4 separate regions of the Zea mays genome follow, and regions 1, 3 and 4 are each linked to region 2. A link is a contact called in public Hi-C data. All regions are on one chromosome and are shown on one strand. Each heading gives the region's core, a stretch centred on a gene start, on an enhancer-like site or on the middle of the called end of the contact. The rest is flanking DNA. Distances are from core to core; before and after follow the strand shown. Region 1 holds the start of LOC103653690. Region 2 holds the start of LOC103653685. Region 3 holds the start of LOC103653686 (ASC1-like protein 1). Region 4 overlaps LOC103653689 (pentatricopeptide repeat-containing protein At5g65560).

Evidence for each region. Hi-C and Micro-C count contacts between places; a contact is called where the count stands out from the background.
Region 1: a Hi-C map of bundle sheath shows a contact between it and region 2, with 3 times the contacts expected there. The contact joins the promoter of LOC103653690 here to the promoter of LOC103653685 in region 2. A contact is called at or near these places in 4 of 25 Hi-C or Micro-C datasets (bundle sheath, ear, leaf and 1 more).
Region 3: a Hi-C map of leaf shows a contact between it and region 2, with 10 times the contacts expected there. The contact joins the promoter of LOC103653686 here to the promoter of LOC103653685 in region 2. A contact is called at or near these places in 9 of 25 Hi-C or Micro-C datasets (bundle sheath, ear, leaf and 4 more).
Region 4: a contact with region 2 is called in a Hi-C map of tassel, with 4 times the contacts expected there. The contact joins the enhancer-like site here to the promoter of LOC103653685 in region 2. A contact is called at or near these places in 2 of 25 Hi-C or Micro-C datasets (ear and tassel).

The regions. Positions count from the first base shown.
Region 1 is chr4:132,350,106-132,352,936 of Zm-B73-REFERENCE-NAM-5.0, forward strand. It overlaps LOC103653690, which reads right to left and starts at 1,357. Exons shown (of 4, transcript XM_020552603.3): 1 at 1,045-1,357; 2 at 284-512; 3 at 107-190. The coding sequence starts at 464.
Region 2 is chr4:131,563,643-131,566,342 of Zm-B73-REFERENCE-NAM-5.0, forward strand. It overlaps LOC103653685, which reads left to right and starts at 1,381. Exons shown (of 5, transcript XM_008680510.4): 1 at 1,381-1,562; 2 at 1,632-1,805. The coding sequence starts at 1,548.
Region 3 is chr4:132,138,223-132,140,922 of Zm-B73-REFERENCE-NAM-5.0, forward strand. It overlaps LOC103653686 (ASC1-like protein 1), which reads left to right and starts at 1,376. Exons shown (of 7, transcript XR_565642.3): 1 at 1,376-1,762.
Region 4 is chr4:132,456,266-132,458,965 of Zm-B73-REFERENCE-NAM-5.0, forward strand. It overlaps LOC103653689 (pentatricopeptide repeat-containing protein At5g65560), which reads right to left. Exons shown (of 6, transcript XM_008680517.2): 4 at 2,033-2,700; 5 at 1,839-1,952; 6 at 1,082-1,702. Among protein-coding and RNA genes, the nearest start is that of LOC103653689, 28 kb to the right of the region's middle. Within about 2 kb of position 1,441, at least 17 of the 20 cell types and tissues checked have an H3K27ac peak or open chromatin away from gene starts, as enhancers often do. A contact at or near this core is called in ear and tassel, where this site is marked.

The DNA of each region.
Region 1 (2,831 bases), core at 107-2,606, 790 kb after region 2:
GCAAGAAACAACCAATAGTGCAGGTTAGCCCCCAAACATGCTAGATATGTATTCTAGCACTAAATTCAGTGACATATGAACAGAACAAAAGTTACAGATAAAGCACCTGAAACAGAGTAGCAACAGCCAGTTTGGTCACTGAACCGGTAGAGGTCTGAGTGCAGCTCGCATGCTTCAGGTCTTCTTTTAGCTGCAATTTTGCACAGTAAGCAGCAAGCATACAAATAATGCAGAGACAAGTCAAGATTGCAACTGCAGATAGGGGCATGATATGACATAATACCTTTGGAAGTATTATTTTGCTGCTTCCCATTGAACCACTGCTTTAGTTTGCACCCAATCTTGACTGAAAGCGCGCTAAGCAAAAAACCCCCAGCAACAAGAACCCAGTTTGGCCCTTCTCCTTGGACCTGATTACCTCTCCCAGACTTCTGTAAGCTCCTACTCGTCTTAGTCTTCATCATAGAAACAACCAATTTCTCCAGCCAAGTCTACAAAGACGGTACCTTAACCTGCATAAATGCACCACAACAACCATATTGGTGGAGGAAAAAAATAGCTTCTACTATAATAACCATAAGGACCTAATAAGATTCTGAAGTGAAGGAAACTAAATCATATGGCGTTAACGAATGCGCAGGAAGAATGTAGATTCATCTCGCTGTGGAAGAAGAACCATGAAAGCTAAAAACATGGCAATCTATCAATTTCTCCAACCGTACGTCCAAGAAATGGGAAAGGTCACAGCAACGTTTCATAAACCTTCAAGACAGCCTCCCCAAGGGTCTGCGGATTTAGGTGCCCCATTGAGGTTAATAGTGATTTCGGGTCCCATTCAGGCTCATTACCCAATGTCAACACCCATGACAGCAAGTAAAGTATAGACTCTGATAAAGGAATCAACCTAGGCCTTTTCCTTTTTCAAGGGAATCGATCGACTAAAGATGCATTCATAATCACCGACACTCGTCTCTAAATTTTCGGACCTGTTGAGTCCCTCAACCCTCCTCTCGGAGTGTCATGCCAAGCGGCACAGGGTGGTACCGGATTCAGTTGCACCCGGACGCAGACGACTGGAGGCGGTATTCGGCGAGCCCCGAATTCAGCGGAGCCAGCTGCAACTGGGGCTCCGGCTCCGGCTCCGTTGCCTGTAGGAGAGCGCAGCGTGATCGCGGACGGCTCGGTGCTCTCACGGCGCGGGTGGCGGCGAGGAAAGAAGGAAGGAGGCGGCGGTGGAGTCGAAGCAGATGTGATTTTGTGGAACTTGATGGTTTCCCATTTTGCCCCTTTCTTCTTTACTTTACCTTTTCTTTTATTTTTATGTTATTTTTTTTCTAAGTTCCTTTTTTTCTCCCCTTTGCCGAGTGGGACGCTAGTTCACCAAATCATGGATCAATTCGGCTAACCGGTTAATCGATTATCAAGGCCGGCTGGTAACGTTGTATCGCTGATTTACGAGTTTAAATTTTGGAGATTTCTAAACTTTTGATGCCAATTTTCTTATAAATAATATAGATTATTTAATGACTTTCCATTAAAATTAATTTAAAAACACATAACTGAATTCAAACTAAAAATCAAAGAAGTTAGAAAAAAGGGAAAAAAAGAAAAAAACACTATTTAGCCTGATCTATTCTATGGTCCAATAAGCAAATATATTACCCTATTATGATGAGGCTAGCCGCTCGTGAGCGAGAACACGGGTGTGCCAGAGGCGATTGCGTGTTGCGAGAAGAAAAGCACGTCCAGTAGCTCGCGAAAAACAAGGGGAGATTAGAGAGGGTATGCAGATGTAGGGAAGAGAGAGGCAACGTCCTTTTTCATGGCCGCGTTCGTGATCCGTTCGTGATCCGCTAGATGGATCTACAGTGCTTCGCAACCCTCTAAAACGCGTATCTGCGACGCTTTACGCGAGCAGGGCGAGCTGTTGGACTCAGCCTTATCTAGTCAACGCATCCACTCACTTCCTTTCGTCCTCCTGCTCTCTGTGTGTGCCACGCAAGCGCCCTATCCACCATTAGAGTCGCTCGTTCTACAACGACGTGCTAGCTAGCCGATGGCTACGACCACGAAACCACTCAGATCGTCCGCTGCTCTGCCGCACGGGTAAGCCCCCCCCCGTCTACTGGTAAATCGCTCTGTTCTCCCAATCATCTGGTATCCCTAGCTAGCCATTAGTTGTCACAGTTGGTTCCCGCTAAGCCCATCCGCCGGTTTAAGTCGGCTAATCGTGTGTTTGCGTCGATTAGCCACTCCTTGAAGCCAATTAATTACTCCCCCAGTAGCTGATAAGCTGGCCGGTGTAGTAGTTAAGGTTTGGGGATTTCCCCTTTTTCACTTCAAATCTTATAAATTATCACGGTTACTTACTGCTATTTGCAATAATGACCAACAGTGCTTGCAATAATAGCTCATATTACTGATATTTTCAGGGATGCTGGATCGGATCGATCCAGTTTAGGAGCATTGGAATAACATATCTTGTATTCAAGTGCAAGTATTGTAAGGAACAATGGAAGGAGGGCGGTGCTACTCGTTTTAGACAATACCTTACATCACGTGGACGAAATGTGCAAGGTTGTCGCAACGTTCCGTCGGACGTTTGCAATTACTTTCGACGGGAGCTTGACAAGGGACAATATAGAAGGGAAAGCAAGAATACTGGAGGAGGTATGAAAGTTAGCATTGGCGGGTTCACCTCAATGATGACGATGTTGAGTTGCAGGTCGCATTACATGCTTTAAGAGATGAGGAGGAACTTAGGAGGCATGCTTGCGCGAGTAGTGGCACGTATGAGAGGGTGATGGCTCCTCCCATGGGGGTGTTCATGG
Region 2 (2,700 bases), core at 131-2,630:
CATGAATTGATTTGAGCATGACAGATTAGACCCGACGAACGTGAATTCGAGTGGGGAACGGGAGGGATTCATCAGGGGACCACCCAAGCACCCCTCCTCTTCCATGGACTTCGAATGCGATCGCAGACCTACTCCACGAACGGGACCATCGCCTCCTCCACCACCGCCACTGAGGCACCGCCCGATGAACAGATCCACGATGCTATCCGATTCGAACGGGCGTGGAGGAAGGCGAGCGTCTCCTACTCTTGCGGGATCTGCAACGCCAACGACTCTGCTAGGGCCACGACGTGCATGCGCCCGTCGGGGCGGAGGCAGCGGGCTTCTCCTTGAGCTGAGCGAGGATATGTGCCAGCGTACCCTTCAGGAAGATGAGCTTGGGGACGGGGTGGCGGAGGCCGACGCGCGTCACCGGAGTCGAAGAAGAAGGACAGCTTGTGCTAGCCACCGAGGTGTCTCGCGTGGAGGCATGGGGTGGCGAGTCGCGTGGCGGGGGAGTAACACGATGGAGAACTGGGGGGTGTGGGGGCATCACAGGGCGATACGACACTGCGACGACTTTATGACATCCTAAGCGGGATTCTCGGTTGGGGGATCATGGAGGTGGTCGGGAGAGGGGGTAGGGGATTGCGGCGAGGACCATGGTTCAGGCTAAGGGGTAGAGGGTAGAGGGCGTGGAAGGGGAGAGCAAAGCGCTGCGCGCACAAAGAAGAAGGGAGACACTGACATGTGAGTCCTATACGTCGTGGGAAGACAGAGGGTGCATGGATGGTCTATATTATAGTATTATAGAGTAGTAGAGATATTATGATATTACTACAAAGTACAAACTATACTATTACCTAGAAATTATAAAAAATACTTTACTTCCAAATAGACCTAGACCCTCATTGGCCGCATTGTGGGACGTGACGAGTACATTTTTTTCTTGAACTTTGTCTTCTCTTGTGTACAGAGAGTGAACAATAAAAGTTTATTTTATTATTTCTATGTCTGGTTTACTATATAAACTTACGAACAGATAGTTTTGAGTAGGGTCGAACCACGTTAGGCTTAGTGGGGCACATGCCCCCACTCAATTCTCTAGTTTCAGTAGACATTTTATCTTATTTAACGTACCTACAAAAATTTAGTAGTTATTATGTTTCTATTTAGGTCTTCACTTAGGTATTAGACCCCTATTCAAATTTTGGGCTGGGTCGGCCCTGGTCTTGAGTCAAGACAACAATTCTTCGTAACCAAAAGGTTCTCCCCGCCATGGCTGAAACAACAATTTCCCGGAACCAAAGGGTTCTCTCCGCCATGGCTGGAACATTAGGGAAGTTGGGCTTCCCACCGCTTCCGCCTAAAAATCGGAAACAGGCCCCTTCCTTCCACTCCAACGGAAGCAAGCAGCCAGCTAAAAGGCTCAAGCGCAGCAGCGGCTGCCGCGACGCGCCCACCTCCCTCTCCAACTTTCCGTTTGCCACACCTCTATTGCAACCGCCACAACCCCTAGCTCCAGCAACAACCAACTCCCTCCTCCCCTAATCTCTTCCCACTCCAAAATGACGGACTGCCAGGTGAAATTCCTCCCCCTGTACCCGCCGCCGCCGCACGCTGTTCGTGCTGATCGGGGGTTTTTCGTGCAGGTGGTGGCCATGAAAAAGGCGTACGCCAGGATCATGCTCAACATGGCGCAGGAGTCGGCGGCGCGGGTGCTGACGGCGGAGCGTCGAGCCGTGGCCCTCGCGGCCAGTCTCGAGGCCGCCAAGGAGGACGGCGTCGCCGCGCTCCTGCGGCTCAAGGCCATCATGGAAGTCAGGGTATGGCTCTTCCTCTCTCTCTCCGCTCGAACCGCTCGCTTTGGCTGGGTGCTTCGTGAATGTTTAGTTTTTTTTGGATTTTGCTGGTGTGCGTACGATACGAGCAGTTTGGATTGGAGCCTGGAGGATGCGAGGTTCTGTGTTTTAGGTGAGGTTTTGGGATTGACTGTATCGGCTGGACTTCGGATTGTGTTTTCTTGTCGCCGGATGATGGTGGTGAAGGCCCGTTTCAAATTTTGAATTTGTGTGACTGGGATTTGGACCTCGTAGCGTAGAGATTTAGTCTTCTCGGTTTGGTGGGGCCGGTTTCTGTTTTAGGGATGATGATGGTGAAGGCCCCGTTCAAATTTCGCATTCGGATGTCTGGGATGTGGAGCTTGTATGATAGGGATTTCGTCCTCTTGATTTTGTGGTCTTATTTGGAGCTCGTAGGATGGGAATTTTGTCTTCTGGATGCTGCGCTTCTTGTCTCTGCTATCGTGATGTTGGTGGTGCAGTTAAAATTTCTCGTTGGAATGGTTGGGGTTTGGAGCTCATAGTATACGGATTGGATTTCGTCCTCAGGATTTTGCACTTATGCATTGCTGTTTGTGCAGTGGTATTGTGCATTGTAGTTTGCGCAGTGGTATTGTTACAACTCAATTTTTTCCAGAGTGAACTGATACATTCTTTTGTGCGTGGGTGGGAGGAAGGTTATTAGGCTTGGAATGACTGATCATGTTTGAAAAACAAAATATCGTGCTTTGTTATTGTTAGTTACACTTCATGTAGTAGCACTACAGATTTGCCACGACTATGGCTGTGCAGTAGACCAGTATCCAAGGTCTAACAGATTAACATGTGTAAAATGGGCAGCTGTATGTGCTTTGTCTTAGTGTTAGCATGTGTGCTTGAG
Region 3 (2,700 bases), core at 126-2,625, 570 kb after region 2:
GTACGTACTATGGGCGTTAATACATGTGCGTATGAATAAACATACCTCCTCCGAAATTGTGCATCCGTGTAAACCGGTTGGGCGCAAAAGTAGTCGGCTCGGATTCTTGCATCACCACTGATATGGTCACGATGGATTCGAACACGACCGGGAATGGAACCAGCGTACCGACACTCGTTAAGTGCATGACGCCTACGATGTTGGTACGTCGCAACCTCGAGCTCATGGTCTTCATCTTCCATGTCTTGTGCCATCCTAAGAAAAATATTGGAATCTACGAACCGCTTCATTGTTGTGGATGAGTGTATGCGAAGTGTGAGTGAAGTGTTGAAGTAGTGATTATTTATAGAAGGGATAGGCTTGGGAGAGAAGCCATGCTCTTGTCGTGCAGCCGAAGCTAGACAATGGCTTGTTGAAGAAGTGTCGTGGCTTACGGTGGAAGCATGTGAATTCGTAAACATTTTTTCATACGATTCAAATATTGTGTCACGTTTTTCCACAATAATTACACACAACATAAAATGCAATGTTATTTATTTTGTACATTTCGAAATTATTAATGAACCATAGTTTTTAGATTATTATTTGTAATATTATTGATTACAAATTTTTTAGCATCCTTTGAGTACCATTAAATGGGTACAAAACAAAGAAAACAGAAAAAGAAAAGGAAAAACGAATTCTGTTAACACTGTAGCTTTAGGGGAACGAATTTAGGGGACGTTGCTGGAGACACAGAAGATATAGAGGACAGAATCTTTTAGAGTGTCCTGTAAAGTACAGAGAATATTCCTTTAGGGGACGAAATTTAGGGGACGCTGCTGGAGACAGTCTAAAAAGAAATAAACTATATTAATTCCACCTTTTGTCCCTCCTTTATTTCAGTTGCACTGATGGTGGAGGAATACTAGGAGGTATTTTGGTCCTCTTATGATTCATTTAATGTTTTTTAATATTTTTAGTCCATAGAACCAAACATAGACTAAACTTTAGTCTCCTACTTAAACTTTAGTCCTGGACTAAAGAAACCTAACGGGCCCTTAGTCTTAATTTTAGTCCTTCCATTTAACAAAAGAAGATACTGATGACTGTTTGGTAACTCTATTTTCTCAAGAGATATTAATTTCCCAAGAGAAATTAGTTTATTTTTTTAGGAAAATAGGAATTCCTTAAAAAATAAAGTTGTTAAACTAGCTTTAAATGATATAAAAACAGGGATTAATGTTTAGTCCATCTAACGGTCTAACTAAACGAGGCCTTAGCGAAAATCCCCAAGTTTTTAGAATTATCCGTACAGGTTTTCCGGCAGCGGCAGGGTCGCAGGGAGGCTCAGGCCCAAAGTAATCGCCAAATGGCAAAATAGCAAATTTCTCAAACTAATCGTACAGTAGATGGGCGCGAGTAAAACAGAACACAGGGAGAAGAACCGGTGGCAAACGAACAGGGAAAAGGGTAAATTCGCTTTCAGAGGCAAGCGCTGCGTTGCCACACAGCGGGAATCCTGCCCAGAGCTGCCGAATCGGGTCCAATCCCGTCGACCTTTCTGGCCGCCGCCGCCACTGGACTCCATCCAGAAATTACCTTCGATTCGGCCGGGGCCGTGGGAGCGGGGATGGGGCTCGGGGAGGCGGCGGGGCGGCTCCTGGCGGCCGTGGACTGGGAGCGAGAGGCCTACCCGGCGTACGACGACTTCCTCGCGCTCCCCGTCTTCGTCCTTTTCTTCCCCACCGTCCGCTACCTCCTCGACCGCTTCGTCTTCGAGGTGCGCCTGCACTCGCCGTCTTTCTTTCTTTCTTCCGTTGTTTCAAGGTCTTCGGCTCTGCGCTGGACGCGAGCGCGTAGCCTGCTGCCGAGAAACTCGCCTCAACTTTTTGCTGGGTCCCCGGGCTCTAATCGCAGCTTGTACAATTGCCTCGGCTAACCTGCTTGTCTTGTGTGCAAGGAGGCGCTATTTTTAGTGATCTCATCATCTAACCGTTGCGTGCATTGGGTTAATTTGGTTCATTGTTTTTTTTTCCTTTTTAAGCAATCAAGCTTAAATGATTTGCTTCTACTCAAGATCTAAAATTACATCTTTTCTTTTCCTTTTCCTCTCATAGCAAAATTTCCCTCTCCTCGACCTATGTTCACTGAAATATGCTTACCGTATGGGCACCATGTTTCTCAACGAGAAATGGTGGTCCCGGAATCCAGGATTAGTCCAATGCTGATGCTATGCAGCTTGCGCATAGAAGGTAACGGGAGTCCATGGGATGCTTGTTCTTTTAACGTTGGTTCTTGATATGGAGGGAGTAGCCTGGTTGGTTGGTTTGCTGCATCGAGCAGGTCCCTTGAAGAACTTGTTGGTTCGTACATCACTATGTTGGCAGCTGTTCGTACTGACTTGTTAAAAGAGAGTCGCATTATTTACATCCAATTGGCATACTATTTCTAGGATTAGTTGCTCTTTTAGTATGGTAAACTTAAGTACAGTTGGTTGCTCTTTTAGTTGGCTGACCTGTTTAGAAGGTCTTCTGTTGGACAACAGTTTCTGGAGTAAGAGATTCCTGTTTTTTTAATCAGTTGGTTGAGGATTTTTAGCTACGAAAATAAAGTATAAATCCATTTAAATGCTACAATACCTGTTGATTACGATATCACGCATGTTCCAGGTGTGGAGCGTGAGAACAGTTCACTTCACCTTCATGATTTTCTGGGACC
Region 4 (2,700 bases), core at 191-2,690, 890 kb after region 2:
GGGAGAAACGGCTCTGGCCGTCGATCCAGTGATGAACGCTCATGATTGAATTTCAAATACCCCATCGTGATCGAAAATTGTAGCCGTTGATCTTGGATCTGTTGGCCGAGATCAGATTGCGGGATCCTTTAATCTCGAGCGTTGATTTTAGATGCGGCCACTGTGATAGAATATCAGTTATTTATGATCATGCTTTTATTACAAATGTGCTATTTACTGTTCATGACAAGATCATTATGTTAATTAGAACATGGAGCGACCACCCGGGAAAATAGTGCTACCACAAGGGTGGTATAGCACGCCCTTGGCTGACTAATTAGAAAGCTAGTGGAGGACTACCCTACCCGAAAGGGGCAAAGGCAGTAGGGGAGTGGTCGGTATAGTGAGGTTCTCGAGCTGATTTTGCTGCGATGGCTTTTCAGACGGAGGATTCCTATGCTGCGCTCCCTAGAAACTGTAGCGGGTTTTTTGAAGCTAGTGGACTTTATAAAGGCCTCGTAGTGGTACCCTGCCTCACTTCCTTGGTAGAGGTGTATGAGGTTTGATCAACCCCATGGCAAATGGATAACACGACTTGTGAGTAAAGATGTGCAACCTCTGCAGAGTGTAAAACAGGTATATCAGTCGTGCTCACGGTCATGAGCAGCTCGGACACTCCCATGATTAACTTATGTAATTAAACTCAATTTGTAATTTGCATTGCATTGTGGGTGTTGATTAATCTTGATCTCTTATTTAATTAGGTTGATAACTACTTATATTTAGTAACTGCTAATAAAATTTTGACCAACTTTAAAAGCAATGCTCAGCTTTAATCATCCTCTTTGGTAAGCGTTACACTTCACATGAGCTCACACCTTTGGTGAGTTCATGCACATTATTCCCTACAACTTGTTGAGCGATGAACATATGTGAACTCACCCTTGTTGTACTCACATCCCCAAGGTCAAGAACAGATACCCAAGATGAGACGCAAGGAGAATGCTGCAATGAGCTCGTGAGATGTCTAGGCTATCGTCTCCCAGTCAACTGTGGTTGCTGGATCGTTGTCTTCATATGATGTAATTAGTTAACTATTTTATACAACACTCTGTTATATATAAATGATATGACATTCGTTTCTATATAATGAGTCAATATATGTGTGAGACTTGATCGCAACATACTTGATGATTTATTTTCGCGTTACTACCCACGGAACCCGGGTGTGACACATCATGGCGTGCAATCAGGCCTCAATTTGCACGTCCTCAATAACCACCACGGCCAGTCGGCCTGGGCCCTGGCCTCACACGGCCGGCGGGGACCACACAGGTCCATGATGATGCATTCACTTCATCTGATACATTTGCCTCCGCAGCAGTGGGAGTCCAGACGAGGACCAGTAGAAGGCGACAGGCCATATACGAGGGCACGCCTCGGCAGTAGGCGACCCTTGTTTGTTCTGCTTGGGGCCGTCGGGCCGACGCCGACCGCGACCGAGCCCTGATGCCTGTAGCTGTTTGGCACGTTCCGGACGGTGACCCCACCAACGTGTCACGTCACGTGTGGAGGAGGGGCCGCAGCCCGCAGACACTACTGCCAATCTGCTACGGGTACAGGGTACTCCTGTAGTCCTGTTTTGGACCATTGCTGTTGCTGAATGCAGTTGTTGGGACCATCGGCAGTCGGCCCCTCGACTGGTAGGCGAGCAGTCGGTCTCCTGGACAGCAAGTTAAAACAGCACAACAAGGCTCAGTTGGCCCAACAACGATTCCAAGTTTCTGAACGAAAGATATGCACTGCAACACATCCTCTAAAATTGCTCTTCAACGCCAGTATTTGCTGAAATTTGATACCTGCAACAGTTGAGTGAAGCTATTTGTAATCTCATACTGTTGGAAGTCCCGCATGTTGTGCTCGAAAGTGCTGTCTTCTGCTACCTGTGCTTGCGAGCCATGGCTCTCTTGCAACTTTATCCAAAGAAAGCATCAAACTGATTAACCTCTGCTGAAGTTGTGACAAAACTATAGCATAGGAAATGACAATATACCTTTGTTTTTTTTGTGCTCTGCTCCTTCCTTTTTTCCTTGTCTAGCCATGTTCTTGGCCTGAGTGAACTTCTTGTTTGAACTTTTTTTTTCTTCTTTAGGCGTTCATTCCTCAGTTGGTCATCATCTGGTACCTGAACATCCACAGGAGCTGCACAAGGACCTACATCCAGAAGCATCGAATTGCTCCAAAACATCCTTAATGAGGATGTCAAGTTTGTTATCTATCAACAAACACCATTCCAATGAACTTGCTACTTGCCCTATGAAACTGAGAATTTTTTGAGTGAGATAATTTTTACGATGCATAGCATCCAACTTCGGATTTTCAATTACGCTTCTTCCATGGTTATCCTATACATCTCCATAGTATGCTTCTCATGTCCATCGCTTCAATATATATTGTGGTGGTAGTGTCTTGATGTTCATCAAATCAAGAACTTTCAAAGCATGACCGTATTATTTTCATGTTTGGTGTAATGTTATTTTTATGTACTCGTTGTCTATCTATATGTATTGCTACGTATAGAAACGAGGTGACGGGAATTTGAAGACCAACATTGGAGAAGTAACTGGAGTTGCACCAAAAAGGCAAGTTGCGCCCTTAATCACTTTCTTTACCTAATAATGTTCTCAATAATCATCGTGACATGCTCAGCTTAACTTGATG